Linked DNA regions of Rattus norvegicus: region 1 is linked to region 2. A link is a contact called in public Hi-C data. All regions are on one chromosome and are shown on one strand. The core of a region is the stretch at or near the end of the contact, and the rest is flanking DNA. Distances in the headings are between cores, read along the strand shown.

Region 1 (7,714 bases), core at 1,375-3,874, 140 kb after region 2:
CTCCGAGGCTGGGCAATCTACCTGGCAAGATCAGCCTCAGCCAACCCACAATGATGGCCTTGTGTATGGGTGATCCTTCGTGGCTGAGCAGGAGACTTGGAGTCGCAATTTGTTTGTAACCCACACCAGCTAGCTCCATTTGTCAGGTGTATACTGGGGGCGGGGCGGGGCGGGACGGGGCGGGGGCGGGCGGTAGCGGGGCGGGGCGGGGGCTGAGCTCAGAGGCTCATCTGAGCAGTTTGCCCACCTGGAGTCAACTTGTAACATCTCTGTTGATTACACCCACTGGCAGTCTGAGGCCAGAGGCCAGGATACTGCAGAGCACAAAGCAGCCGGTAACAGTCAAGTGGAACAAATGCTCCCGGAGCTGAAGTGGGGAAAACCCGATCATAGCTAGCCACTCTTCGCCTAGCTGGCGCATCCAGTCTTAGCCCAAGATACCCACCTATCATCCCCTGCATGTTCCATAAAGCCCAAGTAGCCTAAGCTCAGGGCAGGCTTCCTGACTCTGGGGCAGCAGAGTCTTGACCTGATAGGAGCCTACGGCCAGGGCCTCCGCTGCCCAGCTCACCAGCTTGAAAAAAAAGCGGGCCCACAAAAGGTGCCCTCTAGCCAGCTGTGTCTTCAGCCCCTCCCCAAACTTCTCCCACAGGCAGTTAGAAGCCCGAGGAGGGTATTAGAGGAGGGAATGTAACCTGCCTGGGTCAAGCCCCAGCCGGTGAGAGCACAAGGGGAGGAGCCAAGCTCTGAGGCCCTATCTTGACCTAGATGGTTGTCCTCAAACCAGGAACTGGATGTGGATGACAGGATTCTGGACTCAGGATGCTGGGAGTGGGGGAGGGGGTGTGTGGGGGCAGTCACCTGAGCAAGATGCCACAGAGATCGAAAGAACTCAGGCAATGGCAGATGGATCTGGAAACCAAAACTAAAACCAAACCAAAACCTCCAGACCAGGTGGTCAAACAGAAACGCAGCTACCACCTTCCATGTAGCATACCTAGGTGGCTACAGTCTGTCTGCAACTGTCTCACCTCTGGACTCAGTTTCTTTACATGGGGGGTGAAGAGTAACTGCCCTGTGGGAAGTATAACACTGAATACTCATCCTGGAATAACCCTAACAAGTTTCTTGCTACTGGGCTGGAGAGATGGCTCAACAGAGAAGAGCACCAGCTGCTCGTGCAGAGGACCTGGGTTCAAGTCCCAGCACCCGCATGCTTAGCTTATAACTCATCCTAACCCCAGGGGGATCCAATGACCTCTTAAGACTTCCATGGGCACACCCATGGTGCACATACATATGTGCACAACACTTAAACACATAAAATGAATACATCTTTAAAAAAAAAAAAAAACCAGGGCTGAAGAGATGGCTCAGCAGTTAAGAGCACTGGCTGCTCTTCCAGAGGTTCTGAGTTCAATTCCCAGCAACCACATGGTGGCTCACAACCATCTGTAATGGGATCTGATGCCCTCTTCTGGTGTGTCTGAAGACAGCGACATACAATGTACTCAGATACATAAATCTTTAAAAAACAAAACAAAACAACAACAAAAAACCCAACCAACCAACCAGGGTTTTCTGGCTTTAGGTGCTTGGAGAAGGGCATGTCAGGGAGCATCTACCTAGCTCTCTCCATTTTTTGTTCTCTGGCTGGCTGAGTTCTTACTTTTTCAAAGAAGCCCTAAGACCCTTCCCTCTACCAGGCGTTCTGTGAGCCTATGGGAACAAAACAGCGGCACGTTCAACTAACGAATTCGATGGATAAACCGAGGCCCCGAGGCCCACCCAAGGCCCACCACCGGAGGCTGAAGCTGCTTGTCTGAATTCACAAATAGCAACTTTCAAGCCGGGTGCCCACACACCTGAATAGGAAGTCAATGCTATCAGGGCAAACCAGCATATAGTCACGAATGGCCCCACACGGTAGCTGGGACCCTGCGGCTGGTCACTCAAGTGACAAACGGAAGCATCCACTTAGGGGCCACCAGCTCCTGTCTGGGCTCCAGGCGTGATGTGAAGGGCGCTAAGATCTCATCTCGGCGGCTACCAACTCAGATCCCGGCTCATGCCAGGGTTCATCTTTCTTGCTCAACCTCAAAATAGATCTCTGCTCCTGATTTACAGATATGGGGACCAAGGTAGGGGGTTGGGGACAGGTGCCCACCACGGACCAGTCTGTAAGTGACACCCGCTGCTTTCCGGGGAAGCCCTCTCCCACTGGAAGGCACTGTGGAATCTGGCTAGAGGACTAGCCACCAAGGTGGGGAAAGGGCAAGAGGGGGTCAGACCCCTCCTGTTTGGAGCCCATCTAAACAGATCGTCTTTCTAGCTCCCGGAAGAGTCACTTCCACGCCCCCCAGGACTTCCCAGGATTCTCTGCGTTCTAGCGTCTAACCAGGTCCGCTGCGAAGTGTCCCTTGGACCGTGGCTCAGGCAGCTAGGCTCCAGATCCCCGGCTTGCAGCCCCAGCGAGAGGGCGGGGCGCGACGCTGTCCCCGAGGTCGGGAGGAGCTGGAACGGAGAGGGAGAGTGGAGCAGAGGTGCTCCGGGCGCCCCAGGTGGTCTTCCCCTCGACTGACTCTCGGTCCCCAGGCTCACCTGTGCGCGCCGCGGAAGGGCGGCCGGGAGGGTGCAGCCTGTAGTGCTGCTGGGTCCCTGCGTCCCGGGGCCAGCCGGTCCCGCCCTCTCTACTTCCTGCGCGGCAGGCTGGCGGGCGAGCCGGCGAGCGAGCGAACTGGCGGGCGGAGCCGCAGCCAGGTGGGTTCCGCTGGTGGCTGCTCCGCACCTGCAGCACCGCCGCCGCCTCACCTGGCCGCGCCAGCTGCGTCACTGCACTACCTGGGTCCGCCTGCGTTCACGTGACCCCTCTGGCGGTTCAGGCCGGAGTCCGCCCTCGGGTACTGTCTACCCTCCTCCCTCTGGCTTCTTCGCCCGTTTCCTTCCTGCGCCTCTCTCCCAGCTCAGACGCCTCCTCCAGGAAGCCTTCGGAGAAATCCCAGGCCTGCGGGAACCTGTTTGTTGAAAGAAGGCCCCACCCACTGCATTCTTTGCTCCCGGCTGCTTCAGGGCAGCTCTGGCCAGGATCTTCCAGAACACCCTTCGTGGTCTACCCTATCCACCACTACCACCCCATTTTACAGAGAACTCTGACGGCTGGAAATTCTGCTAGCCACACGGATCCAGCCGTGATTCTCCTGAGCTCAGGAAATTGGATACCAAGTCTTTGTAGTGTCCTCAAGAATGAGAGCGTAGGGGTTGGGGATTTAGCTCCGTGGTAGAGCGCTTGCCTAGCAAGCGCAAGGCCCTGGGTTCGGTCCCCAGCTCCGAAAAAAGAAAAGAAAAGAAAGAAAAAAAAAAAAAAGAATGAGGACATAACAACGTCCCCCGTGTGGACTTTAGGGGTCCGGCTCCTTGTGTGGGAGAAGATGGGGCCTGCACCATTACCCTCCAAAGTGGCATCAAACCTGAGCTCCCAAGGGTGGCTCAGATCAAGGGAGAGAGGAGTTGGGCAGGCAAGAGTCACAGTGAGTGCAAGGGCCAAGAATCATGTGTGTGTGTGGGGGGGGGGGGTGAGGTGGGGAACAGAGCACAGAGCAGGGTGGGGTGGAGGCAGAGGGTGGGAGCGTCCAGCTCCCATCCCAGAGCTGGGTCCTTTTAGAGGCAGGATGATCAGGACTGAAATGACCCGACCCTTGATCATCCTGCCTCTGCCGGGTATGGTCAGTCAGACTCACCCTCCCCAGGCTGTTCGAGGTTCCCGAGAGAGCCGGGGTTAAAGGCAGACACCATTACAACTGGCATTTTATTTTGGTTTGATATCTGCAAGACACCTCAGAGCATGGCCATCAGAGCAGAACCTCAACCATGCTGGAACAAGAGGAGAAAACGGCGAGAAGCTTGTCCATGGAGACCTTATCTGTTAATACAGCCACCTCTTACTGTGGCTCCCTCAGGCAGAGCCCTGGGCTGTGTATGACAGGGACACAGTGGATGTCTGGTGACCTGGCTGTAACCTGAGGTCCTGAGACACAGTCAGTACTAGTCCCTGTCCTGACTCATCTCTGTCATCTGTTTTTCAGGAAAGACCTGTGACCTCACACATCGGTCCTCTGACAGGTGGTGCCGGGGACTCTGGGTTGGCATTTTATTGGCCAACAGTGTGGGGAGTATGCCCTGCTCACACTCCTGCCTAGCTACTACCTGTGCCCTGGTCTTCCTATGCCCTCAGCCTCCGACCTCAGCTCTGAAGCTGGGTGGTTTGCTTGTGCCATCCTCTGCTCTTTCCGGTGTGATATCACCCGGGCAGGGCATGAGTTGGCCACAGGGCCAGGCCCAAACGGGTGTCAGTCACACTGGAGGAAGAACTCCCCTGGTCTCAGGTGGTACATTGCTAGACGGCTCCTGGGAAAAGCGGCTCGTTGCTGACCCCTCGAGGCCATTATGTGGTACTGCACCCACCAAACTCATCCTCCCCAGCAAGATCTCGCAGGTCAGCTCTTGCTTGGCACTGTTTCATCGCTGCCCCCTTAGTATCTGACTCCTAAAGAGTTAAAAGATGGCAGTTAACGTCAGGGAAAAATGCAGACTCTGCAGGCAGAATCAGCAGATGAAAAACACCCCCCCCTTTTTTTCTAGCGGCAGGATCTCATTGTGTAGTCCAGGCTGACCTGGAATCATTGTGCACATCAATCTGGCTCAAACTCATAGAGATCTGGCTGCTTCTAACTCGAAAGTGCTGGGACCAAAGGTGTTCAGCGCCACGCCTGACAGAAATGCGCATAGCAAGGCATGCACTGAGAAAGATCCCCAGAAAAACAGACCAGGGCTGGGAGCTGGGGGCTGGAGGCGGGGGAGGGTGACGGGGGTGGGGGGGGACGCACAATGACGACGACGACGACGACTCAGAAGTTGAAGTCTAGCCTTCTCCTGGAGGACTGTGGTGTTTTAAGGATATTAGGCTGGAATTGAGGTCACCTTTCTCTCTTTAGGAAAAGACTTGCATGCCTTTGTCTCAGGTCAGGAGGGCAAGGAAGAAGCCTGAAACTATCCCTGCATGTGCGTCTGGGGCCCAGGTGTGTGTGCACGCACACATCTGTGTTAGCATTCCTTCTAGGCTCTGCCCCACAGTTACCTGGCAATAGCCAGGTGTGCCTATCCCTCTCAGTCTGTCTGTCTGTCAGGCGTGTGTGCGTGCACGTGTGTCTGAGCCCAGTTGTGTGTGTCTATGTGTGTCATCTGTGTGTCTGTCTGTATATATGTATATGTTTGTATAGAGATGTACATCTTACATTTATGACTCAACCGTAATGTTCAAGCACCATTTTTGAAAAGTTGAAGAGTCTTTAGGAGTGTCTTAGTCAGGGTTTTACTGCTGTGAACAGAGACACCATGACCAAGGCACCTCTTATAAGGACATTTCACTGGGGCTGGCTTACAGGTTCAGAGGTTCAGTCCATTATCATCAAGGCAGGAACATAGCAGCATCCAGGCAGGCATGGTGCAGGCAGAGCTGAGAGTTCTACATCTTCATCTGAAAGCTGCTAAAAGAATACTGGCTTCCAGGAAGCTAAGGAGGGTCTTAAAGCCCAAGCCCACAGTGAAACACCTACTCCAACAAGGCCACACCCACTCCAACAAGGCCACACCCACTCCAACAAGGCCACACCCACTCTAACAAGGCCATACCCATTCCAACAAGGCCACACCCACTCCAACAAGGCCACACCTAATAGTGCCCCTCACTGGGCTGAGCATATATAAACCATAACATTCCACTCCCTGGCCCCCGTAGGCTTGTTCAAACACATGAATCTAAGGGGCCATACCTAAACATAGCATGATGCAAAAATACATTTACTACAACTGTCAAAGCCACATAGTCTATATCAGTCTCACCAATGTTATAAGTCTGAAGTTCAAAGTCTCTTCTGAGATAGATCTATCCAATCGCTTAACCATAATCCCCAAAGCCAGACAGGAACCCAGCTGGGCAAACTCCAAACTCTGCCATCTCCGTGTCTGATGTCAAAGCCGTCTTCAGATCTCAACTCCTTTTCATCTTTGTTGACTGCAACACACTTCTTTCTCCTGGGCTGGTTCCACTCCCCGTTAGCAGCTTCCCTCAGCAGATAGCTCACGGCTCTGGCATCTCTAACATCTTGAGGTCTCCAAGGGAACTTCAGTCTCATGGCTTCTTGTTCCAATGTCTGGGATCGACACACGAGCTTCTGGGCTTCTCCAAAGGACTCGGGTCACATCTCCAGCTCTAGCCTCTGTAGGACTCTAGGCTCTGGTTGACTCCACTCCACTGCTGCTGCTGTTCTTGGTGGTCATTCATGGTACTGTCATCTCCAAAACCCTGGGGTCTTCTGCCAAAAGAAGGCTTCACCAATAGCCTCTCATAGGGTCTCTTCATGGTGTGAGGCCTCAACTTCTTTGCATGACCCCTTCAGTCCTGGGCCATCAACTGCAACTGAGGCTGCACCTCCACCAATGGCCTTCCCTGGCCTCTCACAGTGCCCAGCCTCAGCTGCTTTCCATGACCCCTTCATACCTTCAAAACCAGTCCCACCTGGGTGACTCTTACACATCACCAAGGACAGCTGCAGCACGAGGTACAAACTTGGCCGTCTCTGGAACACAGCTTCTCTGTGCTCTCAGAAAACACTTCCCTGAAGATTTCACCTCAGTGATGCTGGTCTCTTGTTAATCACCACTAATTTCTTAGCTCAAGCTGACCAAGCATCAATTGTCCCAGTCGTCCCTTCTATTCTTGACTCTAAAGCCAGAGCCACGTGGCCAAAGTTGCTGAGTTTTGCTGCTTGCCCTCCTTGTTCTTTTACACTATCACTTTCTGCTCTCCAGCTCCTTCATTGCCTAAGCTTGGCTGCTCTGTAGACTGATTTGAACTCAGAGATCTGCATGTCTATCTCCTGGGATTAACAGGAGTGTAACACTATGCCTGGACTTAAGCTTTTCTTCACCTAGAACCTGCTCTGTCCCAGGCCTTGAACTCACAGATCTGCTTCCCTTTGCCTCCTGGGATTAAAGGTGTGTACCATCACGCCTGGACCTAAACTTAGCTGGGTGGGATCTTGCCCCAAGGTCACTTCTCCCTTAATTCAATTTAATATCCTCCAACACAGGATTCAGCTCCGTTTCACTTCCTAGAGCCCCTTTAATACTCAAATCATGTATTTTGTATTTTTCCTTTCTTAGTTTGCTACACTTGCTTAAAACACTCGTCACGAGACTTAACCAGAGAACAAAGTCTGTGATAGGCGTTTCTGAGACTTCCTTTGTCAATGCAATTAATCTGAGTCTCTTCACTTTAGCCTCAGGCAGACTTTTCAGACAAGGGCAAAAAGCAGCCATATTTCTTCACCAAAATAACACAAAAACAGTCTCTAGGCCACATACCGAAATTCTTCTTTACTGAAATCTCTTGGGCCATGTTTACACATTTCAAATCACCCTAAGCAACAAAGTCTTCCATAATCCTATCCTACTAGGATGGCTCATTAAGTCCCACTTAAAACGTTCAATTGCTTTCCAAATCGAAAGTCCCCAAATCCACATTCTTCCAAACGAAAACATAATCAGGCCTATCACAGCCAATACCCCAGTCCCCAGTACCAACTTCTGTCTTAGGGTTTAACCTTGGTGAACAGACACCATGACCAAGGCACCTCTTATAAGGACAACATTTAAC
Region 2 (7,493 bases), core at 4,700-7,199:
CCTGTGTGCAGCGTAGAGATCACAGGTGTTCTCCTGTGTGCAGTGTAGAGATCTCAGGTGCTCTCCTGTGTGCAGCGGAGAGATCTCAGGTGTTCTCCTGTGTGCAGCGTAGAGATCCTCCTGTGTGCAGCGTAGAGATCACAGGTGCTCTCTTGGGAAGCCTGCCTTCCCTCCCTGCTCTGTAGTCTCTGAGGGCGTGCCTGCTTGGAGGGTGGCAGGCAGCCAGGGTTTTGGTTGCTCACAGTGCCATGTACTTACTTAAGCATCTGTTGGTTGATAGTCCCTGACTCCCAGCTGGAAAAGGGGGACCATCTGTGCCCCGAGATGCTGGAAGCGGCTAGAACGGCCAGATGTCCAAGCAGCTGGGAGTAGCTCAGACAGCAGACCTGAGCAGGTTTATACCCTTCCTTGGGAGCTCCTGACTGCACTCTTATCCCCACTTGGGGCCCTGAAGGCCCTGGAACTGTTGTCCCCTAGGGACGTGTGACTAAACCTCTTAACAACAGCTGTGCTCTTCAGCCTTCCAGCCGGCAAACCGTTCTTTGCATGCATCTCGGCAGGCAGGCAGCCTGTACTCCTTTCCTCTCTCTCTGCCCTCTCCCCTTGACCCGTGCCCTCAGCATGTCCTCCTCCTCCCTGTCGGTGTTGCAGATGAGATCGCCTCAGGACCAGTTTCCTTGCAGACTCTGAAGCCGGTAGCTGACAGAGCGAACCCCAGGATGGGTGTAGGGATGCTGGCTTTCAGCTCAGACAGCTACTTCCTGGCATCAAGAAATGGTCAGTGTGACACTCATAGGCAGGGTCCGCTGTTCACAGCCCCTTGACACCAAGAGTAGAGATAATGGAGAAACAGCTCGGGGCAGCTGTGTGCTCTTCTCCCTGATTTTCTGTGGAAATAGACATTCTGCACAGCATTGCCTGGCTGCCTGACTGCCCCCTCCTGCACACCTACCTCACTGTGCAGGAACAGAGGGCCAGCACTGACCTCTATGGTTCTGGATTTATTTGCATTTTGGGGGGTGCGTGCCTTTTTGATAGTTTGTCTTTTTTATTTACTTTATATCCTGACCACAGCGCCCCCTCCTTCCTCTCCTCCCAGTCCCACCCTTACAAGTCCTTCCCACCATTGTCCCCTCTCACTCTCCTCAGAGGACGACTCCCCACCCCCACCCTTGGTTACCACCCCAGCAAGACCTAGGCACATCCTCTCCCACTGAGGCCCAACTAAACCCAGGTAGGGGAAGGGGATCCAGTGGCACCAGCTGGACCTAGGCCCCCTACATGTAGCACACGTGCAGCTTGGTCTTCATGTAGATCCCCTAACAAGTGGAGTGGGGGGGCTGTCTTGTTTGCACTTTTTACATCTACAGATGTAAAAACCACAGGAAAAAGAAGGGTTGTGGCCTTGGGCGGCCTTTCCTTTGTTCTGGGTGCTGGTCCCAGAGAACAGCAGGGTTTGCTTCAGAGGCCAGCACTCACATGTGTCTTCTTTCTGCTTCCTTGCAGACAATGTCCCCAATGCTGTCTGGATCTGGGACATTCAGAAGCTGAAGCTGTTTGTGGTCCTAGAGCATATGTCTCCAGTGCGCTCATTTCAGTGGGACCCACGGCAACCAAGGCTGGCCATCTGCACAGGAGGAAGCAAGGTGTACCTGTGGTCCCCAGCAGGCTGTGTGTCGGTGCAGGTACCCGGGGAAGGTGAGCATAAGCCAGCACATGGTGGTCCAGCATATGCTGGCCTCAGGTTGATCTGCCATGTCATGCATTTGTGAAAGGTGCCCCTCCATATCTTGCAGGGCCTTGCCTAGAGTGTCCCTGACAGGAACCTACACCCTAAGCTTTCCTGGCTTTGTCTTCAGCCCTGGGGTTACCAGACTCCTCCCTCATCCACAGGCGCCCTCCCCACAAGTCCTACTTCCTAACCCTCTGGCCACCTGTCTCTCTAGGTGACTTTCCAGTGCTTGGACTGTGCTGGCATTTAAGTGGGGATTCCTTGGCCCTCCTTGGTAAGGATCACTTCTGTCTTTGCTTCCTGGAGACCAAGGAGAGGGGCACAGCCTATGGACAACGGGATGGCATGCCTAGGACCTGAAGGGAAACTGAGGCAGCAGACTCTGCAGACCCCCATATGAGGAACAGCTGTACAGGCTCTCTGGACAGGATGGACTATTCTGCCCAATTTTCTGTAAATATGTATAAAGTTATCATGTAAAATAGGTATTTGTTAATCCCTGGAACAGTGGTGGTCCTTTTCTTCAAGGCCTTAGCTCAGGGGTCCAAGGTCTGTCTTGGGAGGATGGAGTATCCTGAAGTAATGACAGCAACCTGCCTTATCATCCTTTGTTGTTCCCGAGCCGCTTCCAGTCAGTATGCTGTGGGACAGGGGTGGACGGTCAGCCCTCCTGCAGCTGCAAGGCCCCAACGTCTGCACCTGTCCCCATGTGAGCTGTGAATCCCACAACAGTTGGACAGGTCTCTCTGGCCTTGCATGCAAGTTCTGCAGGGAGGCCTGGGTCCCTGCCAGGAAGAGTGGAAGTGCTCAGCCTACCCAACATGCCTCTATCTCTAACAAGTGCCTTGAAAGCAGACAGACCAGCATGTCCACACTGGTGGCCATCTGAGTTTCTGTAAGGAGGACTGAGCTAGCAAGGGTCCACAGCCAGCCAGGTGCAGCCTCAGGCCTCAAGACAGTCTTTGGCACACCTGTTTTTGTGACAATAACTTCAAAAAGGAGCAACTCCATTTGGTTTTAATTGTCTTTACTAGAACAAAAGCACAGGCTGAAGACAGGTGCATCTGAGGTCACCTTTCCTCTTGAACAGGCCATGACATTCTGCTCACATCCATGCCGGTTAACTTAAAGCTAGAGGTATAAAGTGACATCTACAGTGTATTTGCAAGGCCAGAGCTACAGTGGCAAGCTGCATGTGGCTGCGCGCCAAAGCTCAGTGGTGCTCAGCGAGGCTCCCGGGCGCTCGCTGCTCTAAGCATGCACTTGGAAACCCAGCTCATCAGTCCCTTTTAAACAGAGACGGGATGATGTAGACCCACCACCAAGACTCGCGGAAGGGGCTACTTACCACAACCTGCATTAATTTATAAAGTGAGATCCTAAGTCAAACATTCACAGAAAGGCATATTCACTAGGAGCTGGCCAGGCAGACTGTCTTTCTTAGTGACCTGTCTGCTGGCTGTTATTATAGTTAGCATTTAAAAAAAGGGGGGGACTGAATTTTAAAATAGAGCACTTGGCGGGGAGAGTTAATGTGTGCATGTGCGGAAGCCGCTCCCTGCACTCTGCTGTATTCAACAGTCAACACTGCACAAGTGGGTGGGTACACCGTGCTTGGCATGCTGGAGGAGGGAGCGCATGGTGTTACAGAAGGAACACAGTGGTATGGGGGCAGCCGAGTCTGCCTGGCTGAGATCGTGTTGCCAAGGTGTCCAATATCCAACTAAATATACACGGTCCACTTGACTATTCTAACTGGACACATAACAGGACAATGCCCTTGTTCCTCCAGCCACGGTAGGTGTCGACAGGTGGCACACGGAGTCCCCACCACCTTGGTTTCCTGGGGCACAGCTGTCTAGAAGCCTATCTTGCCCCTGGTCATGGAGTAGCCCAGCTTGGCTTCATTGTTAATGAAGGACATCAGCCCCACGTAGGTCTCGATGAGGAGAGGGCGGTCCAGCACCAGCACGTTGTTCGCCTGCCCTGGCAGTGGGCTTTCCTTCTGGGCTTTCTTGACAGCTTGGATTAGGAGAGCCTTGAAGCTTTCCAACTTTAAAGAGAGAATAAACATGGAGTCTTACCCTCAAGCTAAGACAACAGTACTCCACGGGTAAACGAGGCTTCTGAGAAGTTCAAATCCTTCCAAACACCACATACTGATGACACCACTGATGACAGGCTGGGTTCTACAAGCTGTGTCATCAAGTGGCTCATCCTGAGTGAACAGGATGACGGGACCTGCCTCCCTGCCTCAAGTCCAGTCTAGAGGGTACCAGTCTATCTCTAAAGATGCAGTCGAGGGACTTGGCAGCCTGAGGCAAGGTGCTGCCAGCACAGCAGGCGGTAAGTCTTTTCTACAGACACACGTGCTTTGAGGTGGCACGGCACTAAGCACTAACGCGCTAACAGACATGCTGACTGACGGCATCACAGATGGAGGAATTTATTTGGACTATGATGTCACCAAGTGACAGGGCTTTCTCGGACCTACTGTAACCTGTCCAGTGCTCAGTGCCCCTCAGCACCCCTCCCTGGTACTCCAGCAGCCCTCGCCAAGCCTCACCAATCCTGTGTGCAAGCTCACCTCCCAATCCAGACTGAGCATCCTGCAATGGGATGGGGACTCCCTGTTCCTAAACAGCACCACCTAGCTTCCCACTGTGGAGCTGCACTTTTAGGGTTCACACTCTAGGGGCCTATAGCTGTCACTGCTAGGGACCACAGGCCTTGGTCTGCTTACATGGCACAGAGACGCTGTCTTCTCATCCATGCCAGCCATTGGGTGTTCTATGAAGGTGGCATAGGGCATGTTTGTAGACCAGGGGTTCCATCTGTTGATGAAAGAAGGGCGGCTCTGCTTGTCCCACTGAATGCGAACGCCAAAGCCTTCTCGCCTGATGGGGGACGGGGAGAAAGCCTTGCTTACCACAGGAATACAGACGGCATTGCACCAAGTTTCAGGGATTGCCAGGGAAGCTGAGGCTTGGTGTAACAATGTCACACACCTTCGAAGTGTAACAAGTCAATGTCTTGGTGATGCTGAGTCTTGTATACCGCCTATGTAACACAGTTCAACCCGGCCCAATTACAGCCGTGTTTGTTCTCAATGTTACTGAATGGTGCTTAAGTTTGTAGCCATTCGCTTCGTGGAGTCCCTATTCAAATAATTCTTTTATAGCAAGCCAACCAGCCCCTGAAGAGTGGCTGTTAGCAACGGATTTTAAGTACTACTGAGCACATGTCCTGTGTCTCCCTCCTGCTGGAGGTAAAATTCCCAGATTCCCTACACAGCTTTTGACAGTGGGCTCTGCTTCCAAGTATCTTAACGGTATTTAAATGAATGGATTTTAGTGCCTGCAGAGTGGCCAACTGTGCCAGCATCCCTTTCAAGAGGCCACACTGAAATCACCAGCTTCTACTTTAAGGTCCTTTCTACTGGTCCTCCTTGTGACCTTTACCTCACAAGAGAGTGGAACAATACTACTTAAGGATTCGCTGGGGCACCTACTTGTTGAGCGACTTTGGAGGAAACTGGAATTCTCCACAGGAGATGGTGTCTACTGCACTGAGCGCCACCCTGACCACCTGCTGACACTGAAGGCTGATGAAGTCATATTTGCAGATGAGCAAAGACTGGTCGGTGACCAGCACCAGCCGCTCCTTCTCGTTGTTCCAGTGGTCCACCCTGGAGGGAAGAGAGACCGCCCATCACCAAGGGCCCCGACCTCCCGCTTCCGCCCGGTGTCCCCACAGCGCCCTCGCTCTGGCTTACTCGGTCAGCAGCCACACCCCCTGGATCTCGCCGTCCTCCACGGGCCGTACCACGGCGCGGATCTCCTCCACCGCCTGCTCGATAGTGCCGGGTCGGAACACGAAGTACTCCTTGACGCGGGCGCGGCGTGTTGGGTCGTGGACGTTCAGCGGCCACAGAGTCTGGCGCAGCGGCGTGCCCGCCCCCTGCCGTCCGGCGCCCGCATCCTCGCCGGCCGCCAGCACCGCCGTGGGGCTCGTGCCTGCCGAGTCCACTGTGTCCCGCAGCTGTAGCATCACGCCGCCACCGGCCGGCTCCACCGACGGCCGCCGCCCAGCCGTCAGCAGCCGCGCCCCGCCCTCCCTCGTCCGCCTTGTGGTTGGCTGCGCTGCATAAGTCCCGCCTTCTGGACACGCCTCCAGCTCCGTCGGCTGCGTCTCACGATTGGCTTTTCGCCAAGTCATCTTCTGCGATTGGCTCGAGCGTGCTGCCGTTCTTAATTACGGCGGCCCACCCCGGGCCGGAAGCGGCCTCCACGAGCGGAGCCACTTCCTGTTTACAGGAAAGGCTACGAGAAAATGCGGGTCGCGGGTTCCGGACAGATGACGCCTTGGACTCGCGCAGAAGGCGGTGCTTGTGGCGCTCGCGCGAGGGGCGTTGCCCCGACAGTGTGTCCTCGCATTGGCTCGGTGCCTTTCACCTTCTCAGGGGTTATGATGCGCTTCTGGCTGTGGCGCTAGGCGGAGGTGTTCGGCGCACCTGGGAGCTGTGCGTGCCTGGGGTGTGTGGAAGTGTGGGCATGGGCGTGTACGAGTCTGAGGATTGTGGACACCCTGTGTCAGGGCAGCCCAGATAGAGGCTTCTCAAGAGTGCGCAGCATTCCTTGGGTGTGGGCACCGTGGGATGTGGCTTTGTAGGGTTTATGCACACTGTGGAGATACGGGTGTGTAGGTTAGAGATGGATGTCAGACATTTGTTCGTATTGGGCATGAAAACACACAAGTAAGCTACCACATCACTAAAGAGTGCTACTGTGGGGGGATGGGGTGGGGGGGTGGAAGGAAATGTCATTGGATACTCGGGCCCTGCAGCTCCTCCCTGGGACAGAAGCCCTTCCTAGCCCGTTTCCTCCATCCCAGCAGGTTCACAGTGGGATAATGGCTCCATTTAAGTGGATGGTGTATGTAGAGAGTTCATATTGGTCACATCCCCTGGCCTTTTCATGACCCAGGGCACTCCATGTGTCCAGATGCTGGACAGCCTGAACTCAGCTTTCCTTCTAGGAACAGCGCTGACCCCAAGTCATGCTCCATTGCACTGTCTTCAAATCCTCACCCAGGGGGTCACTTCTGGCGTCCCTGTTCCTGTCACGTTCCCTCTTACCCCACCCCCACCCCCAAAACCTTTTGCCTCCAGTATACTGCGTTCAGTTCTGGATTCCTGGTTCAAAACACCTCCCTGGGCAAGACTTGCAGTCCACCAGGGATCTGGGTTTGTTGCCTTCTGTGCTTTGTCACAGTCCTGTGCACACCACACCTGTCATACTGCTCTGTGTGTATCTGTGTGCACAGGTGCATGTGGAAGCTGTACTCGGGAAGGTTTGTGCTTCTACCCCCTTGCTTATGACAGGCATGTTGGACCCTCTAACCGAGGCAGAGTTCCTCCCACTGTTGTACACACTAGGGTTGAGGAAACAGATGAGTGTCTGCAGCCACACAGCCCCCTGAATCTGGAGGGAAACTCATGAAACACTCAGGAAGTCCCTGAAATTGACCAGATGTGAAGCCCAGTCCCTCACAAGGATATATAAACAGAACTGCTGAGGGGAGACACCTACCCACCTGGCTACCTACTCTGAAAGCTCCAGGGCTCCATCTTCTGGAGTCCACACCCACACTAGGATGTGCTTCCGGTGACACAACAGCTTGTGAGTTGCCTTTGCTCTAAGTAACCCCTCACCCATAGTCCTCTAAGCCCAGTAAACCCATTGGTTCACCAAGTTGGACC

Evidence for each region. A called contact is a pair of places that touch in the nucleus more often than the background predicts.
Region 1: a Hi-C map of prefrontal cortex shows a contact between it and region 2, with 4 times the contacts expected there. The contact joins the promoter of Arhgef16 here to the promoter of Tprg1l in region 2. A contact is called at or near these places in 4 of 12 Hi-C or Micro-C datasets (the A7r5 cell line, Schwann cells, mammary epithelial cells and 1 more).

The regions. Positions count from the first base shown.
Region 1 is chr5:170,146,000-170,153,713 of GRCr8, forward strand. Arhgef16 (Rho guanine nucleotide exchange factor 16) reads right to left here and starts at 2,625. Exons shown (of 16, transcript NM_001127591.1): 1 at 2,602-2,625.
Region 2 is chr5:170,001,835-170,009,327 of GRCr8, forward strand. Tprg1l (tumor protein p63 regulated 1-like) reads right to left here and starts at 5,950. Exons shown (of 4, transcript NM_001110318.2): 1 at 5,508-5,950; 2 at 5,244-5,420; 3 at 4,476-4,629; 4 at 2,743-3,785. The coding sequence starts at 5,782. The coding sequence ends at 3,591. It overlaps Wrap73 (WD repeat containing, antisense to TP73), which reads left to right. Exons shown (of 12, transcript NM_001014262.1): 10 at 652-777; 11 at 1,507-1,698; 12 at 1,947-2,237. The coding sequence ends at 2,092.